2 separate regions of the Mus musculus genome follow, and region 2 is linked to region 1. A link is a contact called in public HiCAR-type data. All regions are on one chromosome and are shown on one strand. Each heading gives the region's core, a stretch centred on a gene start, on an enhancer-like site or on the middle of the called end of the contact. The rest is flanking DNA. Distances are from core to core; before and after follow the strand shown.

Region 1 (5,481 bases), core at 1,140-3,639:
TAGGAATCCAAGTTACCCTAACCCAAATGTCTGACCTGTCTTGAAGCACCCTAGGGAGAGGGGGAGGGGAGGTTCCCCCTGGCCCCAAATTCTCTTGTCATCTTGCTACTTGGAAGGCAAGTGCTCTACACTGAGCAATCTCTGAAGTTTCCATTTCCACTTGGCCAATGTTGTTCAATCCAGTGGTTGCTTTCACCCCCCCGCCCCCCCCCCCAACCCCGTGGTCTGGAGAGTGCCCACACCCTAAAAGTTGGCATGGAGAGATGGATGCAACATTGCATCAATGTAAGAAGCAATGCTCTTCAGCTATTTATGCCTTGGTGCATTAGGCTACCGTGTACTTAAAATTGATGTTATTCTCCGCCGCTGAAATGAGTCCATTCAAGCCAGATTAAAATAAAGGCAGGCAGGATTATCGAGAAGTTGTTCCTGGGCAGGTGCACTGATCCCAAGGAACGAGGCGAAGGAAGGTCACCATGGAGAGGAAGAGGGAGGGGAGGGAGAAGAAAAAGAACATGTGCATACAGGGAGAGAGAAAACTCAGAAATGCAGAGAGACAGGGAGAGAGGCCAAAATGTCTGCATTATATAGGGAGGAGATTCTGGGAGATGGGTAGCCCCACCCCTATGCTGGAAAGTTCCATGTAAGGACTGAGGGATGATAGGCGGTATATACTACATACTTTTGACACTAAGGGCTAACAGTCAGCAGTTGGGAGAGATTGGATGATAGAGCCAACTAGATCTTTCTCCCCCCCTTTCTTTTTCTCCCCCTCCCCCCTTTCCTCCCTCTCTTCATCCATTTCTTCATCTCTTCCCTCTCTCTATCCCCCCCTTCCTGCCCTCTTCTCCTATACTTAGTATTTATTCCCAGATTTGGGCTTTCTGGGCGTGTCCTGGTTTGTCAGACCAACATGTTCCGTTTATTTCCAGACCTGAACTTCAGGGTGTGTCCCGGTTAATAAGGCCAGTGTGTTCTTACTCTCTTCTTTCCTCTGATGCGTTGGGCGGCCGGGATACTATTTTTAGAAAATATTAAGCTCTCGGAGACAGTGACCTCATCATTTAGTCAGGCTTTGGACTCCCTTGTATAATGTGCAGTGTGATGGTAATAATGCCCCAAGATGAAGGTGAAGACCCTGTGCCGATGGTCCCTTTGATGTGGGAGTCAAAGTTTGTAAGAAATCGATGGGAACTGCTTTTAATGTATTGTCCCTCCGAAGCCGCTGTGTGCCAGCCAGTGACTTTGTGTTGCCAGATTTTTTTTTTTAAATCTCTGAGTGCCTCCTTCCCCTTAACTGTAAAATGAGTGTAATGTCACTTTGAGGTCTAAAAGTTTTGGGGACTTGGAGAACCTAAGGCAGGCAGTCATTACCATGGGATTAGCACACCATGGATTATTGGAGCACTGTTTAAAAAGAAGGAAAAGCCAAGGTGATAACTTACTCCTGTCATCCTGGCACTCAAGAAGCTAAGGCAGGAGGATTGCCATGAGTGTGAAGCCAGCCTGGACTATACAGTTTCCGACAAAGCAGCCAGAGCTGTTTAGCAAGAATCTGTCTCAAAAATAAAACAAAATTTTTAAGAACTAAGCACTTTTTGAGTGAATAAACTGGACCCCGGTTTTTGTAAGGTGCGTGTTAGTACTGAGCAGGAGCTGTCTGTTGGTACCAGCATCCCGTGTAAATGTCTGGAAAGTCCCAGGGTTTAGCCTGAAACTGAAACGTTTTGGGTTTTGTTCTTTTCCTCAGTAAATCGTCATGTTTTAACACATAACCTCATATAAAATCAAAGTCCTCTGGGGAGAATGGAAGCCTTTTTACATTAAAAGACACCGCATTATAGTTTAACACCAATATGGCGTCAGTGCCAGGGCGTGATTTACACTCTGGCCGAGTCTCTTATCAACCAATGAAAGACAAAGACACTGGGAGAATGGGGGAAAAAAAATGTGAAGGACCACAGGCCGGCAGATGTTGCCATGGAAACGATCCAGAGCAAAGTGTCCCCCTACACACATTGGGGGTCAGTTGCTGGAGGTTGGCTTTGTCTGTACCAAGTGGGCATGTAGACTAATCCCCTAAATACATGCACCCCCTGTGCCCATGGCCAGGAGGGTCTATAGGGTAGTCAGTACCCTTGCAGTAGCAGATGCTGTTAGGAGAAAATCTGCTGTCTCTATGAGCAGGCGCAGGCCTTAGCACAGGACCGTAGATGCTGGACCCCAGCCAGCCCTTCTAACTCCTTTCCTGAAATTAAAAAACAAAACAAAAAATAAAAAAAAACAAACAAACAAAACCCCTCAGATAGTGACACCACGTTTTCAGAGGTGTTGTGAAAACTGGGTCTGGAGAGCCCATAACCACCTTTGAGCCACCTCCAATAAGTTCACGGTAGCAAGGGTCATCTCCCATAGAAAGTGCCAACAGGCGCTGCCAAATCCAGCTACAGGCGGCTCAGCCCCAAAGCTGCACTTTTTCACTAGATACCACCTCGGTCCCAATAGATCTAGGAGCTGAGGCTCATGTAGCCCATGCTAGCCTGCGACTCACGTCCCAATTGAGGGTGACCTTGAACTCCTGATCCTCCAGCTTCCACGTTCCAAATGTCAGAATTACAGGTGTGTGCCATTATGCCAGGTATATATGGTCCTGGGAGCCAGACCCAGGGCTTCACGCATGCTACGCAAATGTTCTGCCACTGAGCTGCGTCCGCAGCTACTGCTTCTATTTTAATGGTCACCCAGCGATGTGCTCTGCTTAGTCCTTTAAATGGGAGCCATAGTGCCCCTGAGCATTGATGGTGAGGACAGACACTCTGAAAGGAATACTGTTTGTTTATAAAATAAGTAGATGCTGGCATGTCTCTGCTCAGTTTTCCCCAAACTCTAGCCTGTAAGTATGTGGAGACAGTTGGAAAGGAAATTACCAATTCATGATCTGCCTATAAAACCGTAGGTTTGCCTGAGTTGCTGTTATTTTGCTTCAGAAACCGCCCCTACAGTAAGAACATTCTGGCAGCTCATATTTAAGTTATTCGGACTCAGGGCCACTCATAAACCTGAACCAACCTCCACGAAAGAGAAAAGGGGACTCTGAGGAGAAACTGTTCTGGCAGCCAACATTGGCTTGAAATGCTACCTTTCAGAGGCACGGCAGCACATTCTAGCTCCCTGGGATGGCCAGGTGTACCATCTGCTCAGCTGTGGTGTGACTAGGCTCTGATGGGCTGCAAAGAGCTAGGGGAGGCAAGGAGAGAAAGCAGATCCAAAGGGGGTTGTCGGATCCTGGCAAGTTGGCACATCCTGCCTCGTGAATATTACATGCCGGTGGGATACCTTTCTGTGTGGTATAATTCCTGGTTTTAATTATTAATGTCACCAGTAAGTTTCTCAGAGTACTGAAGGTAAATAATTTACTGTAATTAACAAAGAGGTGAAAGATTATTAATTTATCAGACTTTAAAAAAAGCACTCTAAAGGTCTAAATGGAAAATCACTCAAGGGCCTCAGACATACAGCTGTAATTTGTCCCCACAACCACACACATGCGCGCGCGTGCGCGCGCGCGCGCATACACACACACACACACACACACATGCTCCTCACCAACATCACCAAAAATACTAAAGTAGCTTTGCATTCAGTCCCTGGTCCCAGTGTGACAGTTGGCTGCTGCTGGTGTCTGTAAAAGCTGGTCTAAGTGGTTAGCTGACTGAACGTGAGTTTCTCCAGTGGTTCATTGCTCTCCAAAGTTAATCTCAGCTCTGTCCAGTCGTATTAGATTATTTGTTTGTTTGTAAGATTTATGTTAGCTGTGCTCCTGAGTGTATATACCTGTACCATGTATGTACAGTCTTTGGAGGCTAGAAGAGGGTGTTGGATCCTCTGGAACTGGAGTTACAGATAGCTTCAAGCCACCGTAGAGATGTTAGAAATCAAACCTGGGCTCTCTTGCAAGAACAGCCAGTGCTCTTAGCTGCTGAGCCTTTGCTTCAGGCCCAGCATCAAATTCTAATCACACATACACACACACATACCCACACACACATACACATACACACACACACACACACGCACACACACACATACCCACACACACATACACATACACACACACACACACACACGCACACATACACATACACACACACACACACATACACACACATACACACACACACACACACACACACACACACACACACACACTGTCTTCTCTTGTTAAATGCAGTGATACCTATCCCTCATTCACTTTGGCATTTTCCTAGGACCTAAACCATGACTCAAATAGACTCAGTTGCTCTACAGACTATCTGTTTTAAATGTCAGAGCTGTTATGCCTTTTAAGGCTGAGGACATAGCTCAATTCACTAAAGGACTTGCCATGCAAGTGGTGAGAACCTAAGTCCCCGCCCTAGAACCACATAGAAAGTGAGGCTTGGCAGCTCGATTGTATTGCCAGTGCTGAGGAAGACGGGAGGAACAATCCTGGAGGTGTGCTGCTGGTTAGCCAGCTTAATCAAATTGGTAAGCTCCAAGCCAGAAAGAGATTTGTTTTCCATCCCAAAACCACCAAGATAGACAATTCTTGAAGTACAATACCCAAGGTCATCTCTTTCTCCTTCCCTTTCCCATTTCCCTTCCCCTCCCTCCTCCCCCTCCCCCTCCCCCTCCCCCTCTTCCTTTCCCTCTCCTCCTCTCTCTCCCTCTCCCCCTCCCCCTCCTTCTTCTCCTCCCTCTCCCCCTCTCCCCCCTCTTCCTCCCCCTCTTTCCTCCCCTCCTCCCCCACATGGACCTACTTGTACACACACAAATAGTCTGAGTCATTTGGGGTATATTTGTAAGTCAGGGGTTTTGTTGTTTATTTGTTGGCTGGCTGGTTTTGTTTGCTTTGTTTTTGAGGCAAGGTTTCACGTAACCTAGGCTAGGCTCAGAGTCACTCACTATGTATCAGAACACGACCTTGAGCCCCTGACCTTCCTCCGGTGCAATGGTTTTCAACCTTCCTTATTCTTTCCCTTAATACAGTTCCTCATGTTGTGGTGATCTCCCCCAGCCATAAAATTATTTTTGTTGCTACTTCATAACTGTCATTGTGCTACTGTTATGAGTTGTAATGTAAATATCTATGTTTGCCAACAGTCTTAGGGACTCTTGTGAAATGGTTGACAACCCCCTCCCCAGACATACACACATCCCCTGGTTCCCTAAGGGGTGTGTGGCCATCTCTGTCTCTAGGCTCTGAAATTCCATGCTGATGCAGCCCTAGTGGTCTCAGAGGGGGATCTCACTCCTTGTCACATAGTAGATCCTCTTACACTGAGAACATGGGCTTCAGAACTGGGAAAGGACCTTGAGTTGTTTCCTTATTATCTTCTGTTTCAAGTTTCTCTCTCTCTCTCTCTCTCTCTCTCTCTCTCTCTCTCTCTCTCTCCCCTTCTCTCTCTCTCTCTCTCTCTCTCTCTCTCTCTCTCTCTCTCT
Region 2 (6,130 bases), core at 2,289-4,788, 360 kb after region 1:
AGGGAAACAATTTAAGCTTTTACCTGACATCCCAACCTTAGCATAAAAGTTCTCATTATGTGGGTTCTATGGGAGATGTTCATCAATGGGAGCCAGTGACGGAATTTGGTCCTTTCTCCGCGAGGGTGTGTCAGCGTGAGGCACTTCAGGAGGTCGGATGTCTGTGCACCATCTGTAGCTTTACACATCTATACGTCTACACACGTACGTATGTCTGAGGGGCAGAGGCTAGAGGTTTATGGGAAGAAGGTATTGAGCTTCTGAACAGTACCTAAGATCTTCTGTTAGTCCTGGCATCAGGAGAGAAGTTGGGAGCTGAGATGTCTAACTCAGGACTTGCAAGTTCCCATCCTGGTGCGGGAGCAGACTCGGAGGCAGCCTCAGCCAGTGAGTCACAGAACTCAACACTGGCAAGTAAGGCATCCTCACAGAGGACACTGGAACGGGTGGAGATGGGGCAGGGTGGATGGCCCGGCAGTTAAGACCACTTGCCGCTCTTCTCAGAGGACCCAGGGTTGGTTCCCAGCACCCATGTGACCATTCACAACCATCTGACCTAGGCTGGGTGGTCTCTGTTGTACTAAGCTGAATGATGGGGTGAAGGTATGGCTGTGGCCAGGTCAGGGAGTGGGGGAGAAGCAGATCTGTTTTAAATTGTGTCCTCTTAACCTATACTAGAAAGCCTTTCCCAAGACCTGTTTCATGACCCTATGTAGAAAGATACTCATCTATCTCCCGGGTTTTCACATGCTACCCTTTCAAATAGCACCCTCCTAAGACACACAGACATGGAGGTGACCTTTCATGGAGAGGTGGCCCGATCATGCTCCCTACATCCTTCACAGCACAATGTGGAAGGCTGTGAGGTCCTACACACCTATCTTAGCCAGAGGGTTAAGGAAAGTGTCTATGGTCAGCTGGGAGGCTCAGAGGGGGACAGAGAATTTTAAGAAAGAAATAGAAAAACATGCCTTTGGGGATCATTAAAAAAACAAAACAAACAAACAAACAACAGTGTCACTCCAGTCCTTCCTGGGTCAATTTATGGTTAAAAATCTTGCTGCTGAAGGGGAAATCTCAAACTCCCACAGGGGATAGTAACAGGATGTGGGCGTGCTATCTATGACCGCTAAACACTGCACAACTCTTGATGTGGTACAACTTGAACCCTTGAAGTATGGAATGTGAACTTGTCATTTCCTCTAAGATAGGATTTTATTTTATTTTATTTTATTTTATTTTATTTTATTTATTTTATGTAGTCTTCCAGGCTGACCTTGGAATCCCAACCTCCTGCCTCAACCTTCTGAGTACTGATCCACCACATCTGGATAGACTAGACATCTGCTGCAACAGAATAGTTAAAAAAAATGGTATACAACAGAGCAACAAAGACATTTCTGGCCATGGGTCATGTTCTCCGGGATCACTAAGGCTGTCACTCTCACGTACCCTGGGGGCTGAACTAGATTGAAAAAGGAAGAGAGAAAAATCGATATTAAAGATAGCATCATTTTCTGTGGTGAGATCTTGGCTTCAAACAAACTAGCCCAAGGACATTTTGAGGCCACGTGGGAGAAAATAACTTGTTTGTATTTTACCGTCTTCTACTCTGTTCTCTTCCTAGGATATCAGTTTGGTTGCTGTTGAACTAAACACACAAAAGTGGGAGAGAGTGGGCTGGCTGTCAGTTTTCCTGCGGTCTGGCTCCAAGGGCACAGCCTTGAAGGACAGCTGCATTGCATCCCTCCCCTTCCACTGCAGAAGCAGTGGTGCAGGCTGTGCCAAGCTGCAGCCTATGTGTCCTCTGTGACCGTCAGCCAGTCTTTATCTATGGCCCCCTCCCAGCAGTGGTATTTTTGTGGTAGGTGTCTTAGGTACTTTTCTGTCCTATGACAAAACACCATGTCCAAGACAATTAATAAAAGAAACCATCTAGTTTGGGGTACACAGTTCCAGATGGTGAGTCCATGGCTATTATGAAGGGGAACAGGTCAGCAGGCAGCCAGACAAGGCTCTGGAGCAGCAGCAGAGAGTTACATTTAATCCACAGGCAGGAAGGAGAGAGGGGAGAGGGGAGAGGGGAGAGAAGGAGAGAGGGGAGAGGGGAGAGGGAGAGGGGAGAGGGAGAGGGGAGAGGGGAGAGGAGAGAGGGAGAGGGAGAGGGGAGAAGGAGAGAGGGGAGAGGGGAGAGGGGAGAAGGAGAGAGGGGAGAGGGGAAAGGGGAGAGGGGAGAGAAGGAGAGAGGGGAGAGGGGAGAGGAGAGAGGGAGAGGGGAGAAGGGAGAGGGGAGAGGGGAGAGGGGAGAGGGGAGAGGGGAGAGGGGAAAGGGGAGAGGGGAGAGAAGGAGAGAGGGGAGAGGGGAGAGGGAGAGGGGAGAGGAGAGAGGGAGAGGGAGAGGGGAGAAGGAGAGAGGGGAGAGGGGAGAGGGGAGAAGGAGAGAGGGGAGAGGGGAGAGGGGAAAGGGGAGAGGGGAGAGAAGGAGAGAGGGGAGAGGGGAGAGGGGAGAGGAGAGAGGGAGAGGGGAGAAGGGGAGAGGGGAGAGGGGAGAGGGAGAGGGGGGAGAGGGAGACGGAGGGGAGGAGGGGAGGGGGAGAGGGAGAGGGAGAGGGAGAGGGAGAGGGAGAGGGAGAGAGAACTAGCTAGGAATAGTGTTGGCTTCTGAAACCTCAAAGCCCGCCCCAGTGACACACCTCCTTCAACAAAGCCACACCTTCTAATCCTTCCCAAACCATCCCAACTAGGGACCAAGCATTTAAATGTATGAGCCCGTGGAGGCCCTTCTCTTTCAAACCATCTTAGCAAGGTTCCAGAAATGTGTTCTGAAACCTTAGAACTTCCGTTTAAAGCATATAGGATGTGATTTTTTTCGTGTGTGTGTAGATTTTTTAAAAATTTATTTTATGTATATGAGTACACTATAACTGTCTTTAGACACATCAGAAAAGGGCATCGGATCCCATGACAGATGTCTGTGAGCCACCATGTGGTTGCTGGGAATCGAACTCAGGACCTCTGGAAGAGCAGTCAGTGCTCTTAACCACTGAGCCATCTCTCCAGCTCCAGGATGTGATTCTTGTTAGGAGTTAGAGGGAAGAGCCTCCCTCATCTCTTCCCAAGAATATTGAAGCCAGGGTTGTTTTGTATTTAAGGACAGGGCAAGGCTAAGCACAGGACAAGGGACACCAGCCTCTGGGTATTAGTTAACTAGGAACCTCCCACATTCCAGGACCAGCAGCTCCCCCATCCCCCACCCTGCCTTTAACCATTGATGTGTCGGGTTTCTACCTTCCTGTATTTTCCCTGTGTGCATGCTCTGACCTCCTGGTCTCTCTCTTTCCCCAGCCCTGCTCAGAGGTAGCCTTTTGCCTCTTCCATCCCCAATAAATCTCCTGCATGAGGTCTGTGGCATGGTACGATTTTTTTTGCGGCATTCCTCCACCAAGGTGTTCTTTTGACGCAAACCCCTTTCCCTGCGTGCATTGAGTGTTTTTCCTGTAATGAATTTGTTGACTCTTGAGTTCACTCCCTGTTTAATTATCATCTGTGATGCCAGGCAGGGGAAGGACAGAGAGGCCAGCCACTGTCTCTGCTTATGATAGCTCTGCTCCTCTGGGGACATTTTGTTTCCCTGCAAAGGTCATTTTCTGCATTCAAAAGACATGCATGTTTTGGAGTAATAGACTAAAAGTTGAAAATGTGCTTTTATGGAATCTTGCTAGGTCAAAATCAAGTCCAGCCGTAGGGGTAAACATAGCTTCTTCCTTTCTTGGGAATGGCACTGACCTAAGGAATACCTGAGGGGGTGTGATAGAGACAAGGGCCTACACAAAGCCGGGGCTTCTGTCCAAACCATGGGCACCTTAGGGGAAATGCTCTCTTTTATTTATCATTGTTATTTCAGACGGGGTTTCACTCTGTAGACTGGCTTAGAACTCACCATTTAGATTAGGCTGTCCTTGAACTCAGAGAGCCTCCTGCCTCTGCCTTCAAATGCTAGGATTAATGGTGTGTGCCAACATTCACCACCAAGGTTCATTAGTTTTAAATGATGTGTGTGTGCGTGTGTGTGTGTGTGTGTGTGTCTAACTTCTCTCCCTGCCCAGTGTGTAAAAAACCTGTGTCAAACACTACCCCAACAGTGTCCTTGGTCCCCGTTTGACCTTGTGGTGCTGTGAGGGGCGCTGTCCTTTATACCTTGCAGAGAGACTTGAGAGGCAAAGACCACACAAATGTCATACTGGAGTTTAAGATTAGGCCTCTAGTCGGGCGGTGGTGGCGCACACCTTTAATCCCAGCACTTGGGAGGCAGAGACAGGCAGATTTCTGAGTTTGAGGCCAGCCTGGTCTACAGAGTGAGTTCCAGGACAGCCAAGGCTACACAGAGAAACCCTGTCTCGAAAAACCAAAAACCAAAAACCAAAAAAAAAAAAAAAAAAAGATTAGGCCTCTGAACCTATATATTCTCTCATCACCACAGAGAGATAAAAGCTTTATAACTGTGTGATCTAAGGTGACGAGAGAAATGGGGCCTCCCTTCTAGAACTACACACAGCCATTTATAAGCCCAATCCTTCATTTCTGAGCAGAATAAAGACACCACTGAAAAAGTCACTTTTAATGCGACATTTATTTTCCTTTCTGCAGCGAGCATATTGTGTCATGAGAGCTAAACTCCGTTGGATGGTGGGGATAAGAGTTTAATTCTCCATTACCCAAATATCAGCAACCTTTTACATGGTCCTCTGAGGTAGTGTGTAAGACAAAATACTCCCAAGAGGCCCAGCTGTCTCCCTGAAGTTTACAGTGCATCTATGAGCTTGTTGCTACTATTTTTTTTTTTTTTGAGGGGGGTACGTGGTTTCCAGACAGGGTTTCTCTGTGTAGCCCTGGCTGTGCTGGAACTCACTTTGTAGACCAGGCTGTCCTGGAACTCAGAAATCTGCCTGCCTCTGCCTCCCGAGTGCTGGGATTAAAGGTGTGCGCCACCACGCCTGGCTGCTACTATTCTTTTACAATCAAACTATAACAATATTTAGATCTTACCTAACTCATGCTGATGTCATAGGAGCTGAGACACAGACGTGGGAGACAGCAGAATCAAGGTCACTACTTGATTCCATCCTTAACTCGGTCGTGAAGTTCACGTTTCTTTCCTTTTTACATATTAATTAATGTATATGAGCATCAACTGCAAGTATCTGTGTATCATGTGCATGCAGTACCCCTGGAGGTCAGAAGGGGGCGATGGAAACGTCTTCCTTACAGTAAGTCTAAATACATTTTTCTGGCTTCCAACCATTGGGCAGCCTTCAGATAGACACCTAAAGACAATCTAATCTTTTAAGTTAGGCCCCTGCATGCTTTGGTAGTCTCTCCCTAAGAGGGCACAGGAGGGAGAGAAGGGGCTATTTCATAATCTGTGATCTAAAGACATGCTTGCATGCCGTACTCAGATAGGAGACCATACACATACACATGCACACGTGCGCGCGCACACACACACACACACACACACACACACACACACACACACACACGTTATTACCATACTATTAATGGTCTCTTTGTTCTGAGTTAACTAACCCTCTCCCCAGCCCAGATATCTCTGAAGGAACACCAAGTGTTAACAGCGGTAACTAACTTGAGGCAGTGTTTCAAATGCCCGAGCCTCAAACACCCACAGAATGAGGGGGAAGGCACAGAGGCTGATAACAGGCACAACAACAGAAGTGTGGCTCGGGGGTGGACAAGATGGCTCAGTGGGGCAGAGGCGCTTGCTATGAAGCCCAATGACGGGAAATCAGATCCCAAAACCTACATGGTAGAAAGGTGAGAGTGGATTCAACTAAACGTGTATATTTACATACAGTGTAGTCTCTCCCAAAGGCCTGTCATGTGCGTTCGGGGAAGGCGTAGACACTCAGAGCTCCCTACCCCATGATTGTTCCAGACGTTAGGGTACTTGACTCTCTTCTTTCCCTTCCCATCCCCCTCCATACAATCCTTTGCTTGTTTCTATAGCTTCCGCCTCCTCGGAGTCTCTTGAATTCACAGGCTACTCCGCTCACCCCAGACCATCTTTCTGGGCCAAGCTGCACCCCTCATCTGGACAGAGGTGGCAGTCCTG

Evidence for each region. HiCAR-type assays count read pairs that join an accessible place to other places.
Region 2: a HiCAR-type map of kidney shows a contact between it and region 1, with 2.5 times the contacts expected there. The contact joins two enhancer-like sites. A contact is called at or near these places in 1 of 484 Hi-C or Micro-C datasets (ECoMG-derived neutrophils), 3 of 115 datasets of contacts at active chromatin or transcription factors (astrocytes, embryonic basal ganglia and kidney) and 1 of 9 other capture datasets (embryonic stem cells).

The regions. Positions count from the first base shown.
Region 1 is chr10:69,944,057-69,949,537 of GRCm38.p6, forward strand. The region is part of intron 26 of Ank3 (ankyrin 3, epithelial); the gene reads left to right. Among named protein-coding and RNA genes, the nearest start is that of Gm33361, 25 kb to the left of the region's middle. Within about 2 kb of position 2,390, at least 29 of the 459 cell types and tissues checked have an H3K27ac peak or open chromatin away from gene starts, as enhancers often do. A contact at or near this core is called in kidney, where this site is marked.
Region 2 is chr10:70,298,168-70,304,297 of GRCm38.p6, forward strand. The region is part of intron 2 of Gm40687 (a long non-coding RNA gene); the gene reads left to right. Among named protein-coding and RNA genes, the nearest start is that of Gm33704, 7.8 kb to the left of the region's middle. Within about 2 kb of position 3,539, at least 9 of the 459 cell types and tissues checked have an H3K27ac peak or open chromatin away from gene starts, as enhancers often do. A contact at or near this core is called in kidney, where this site is marked.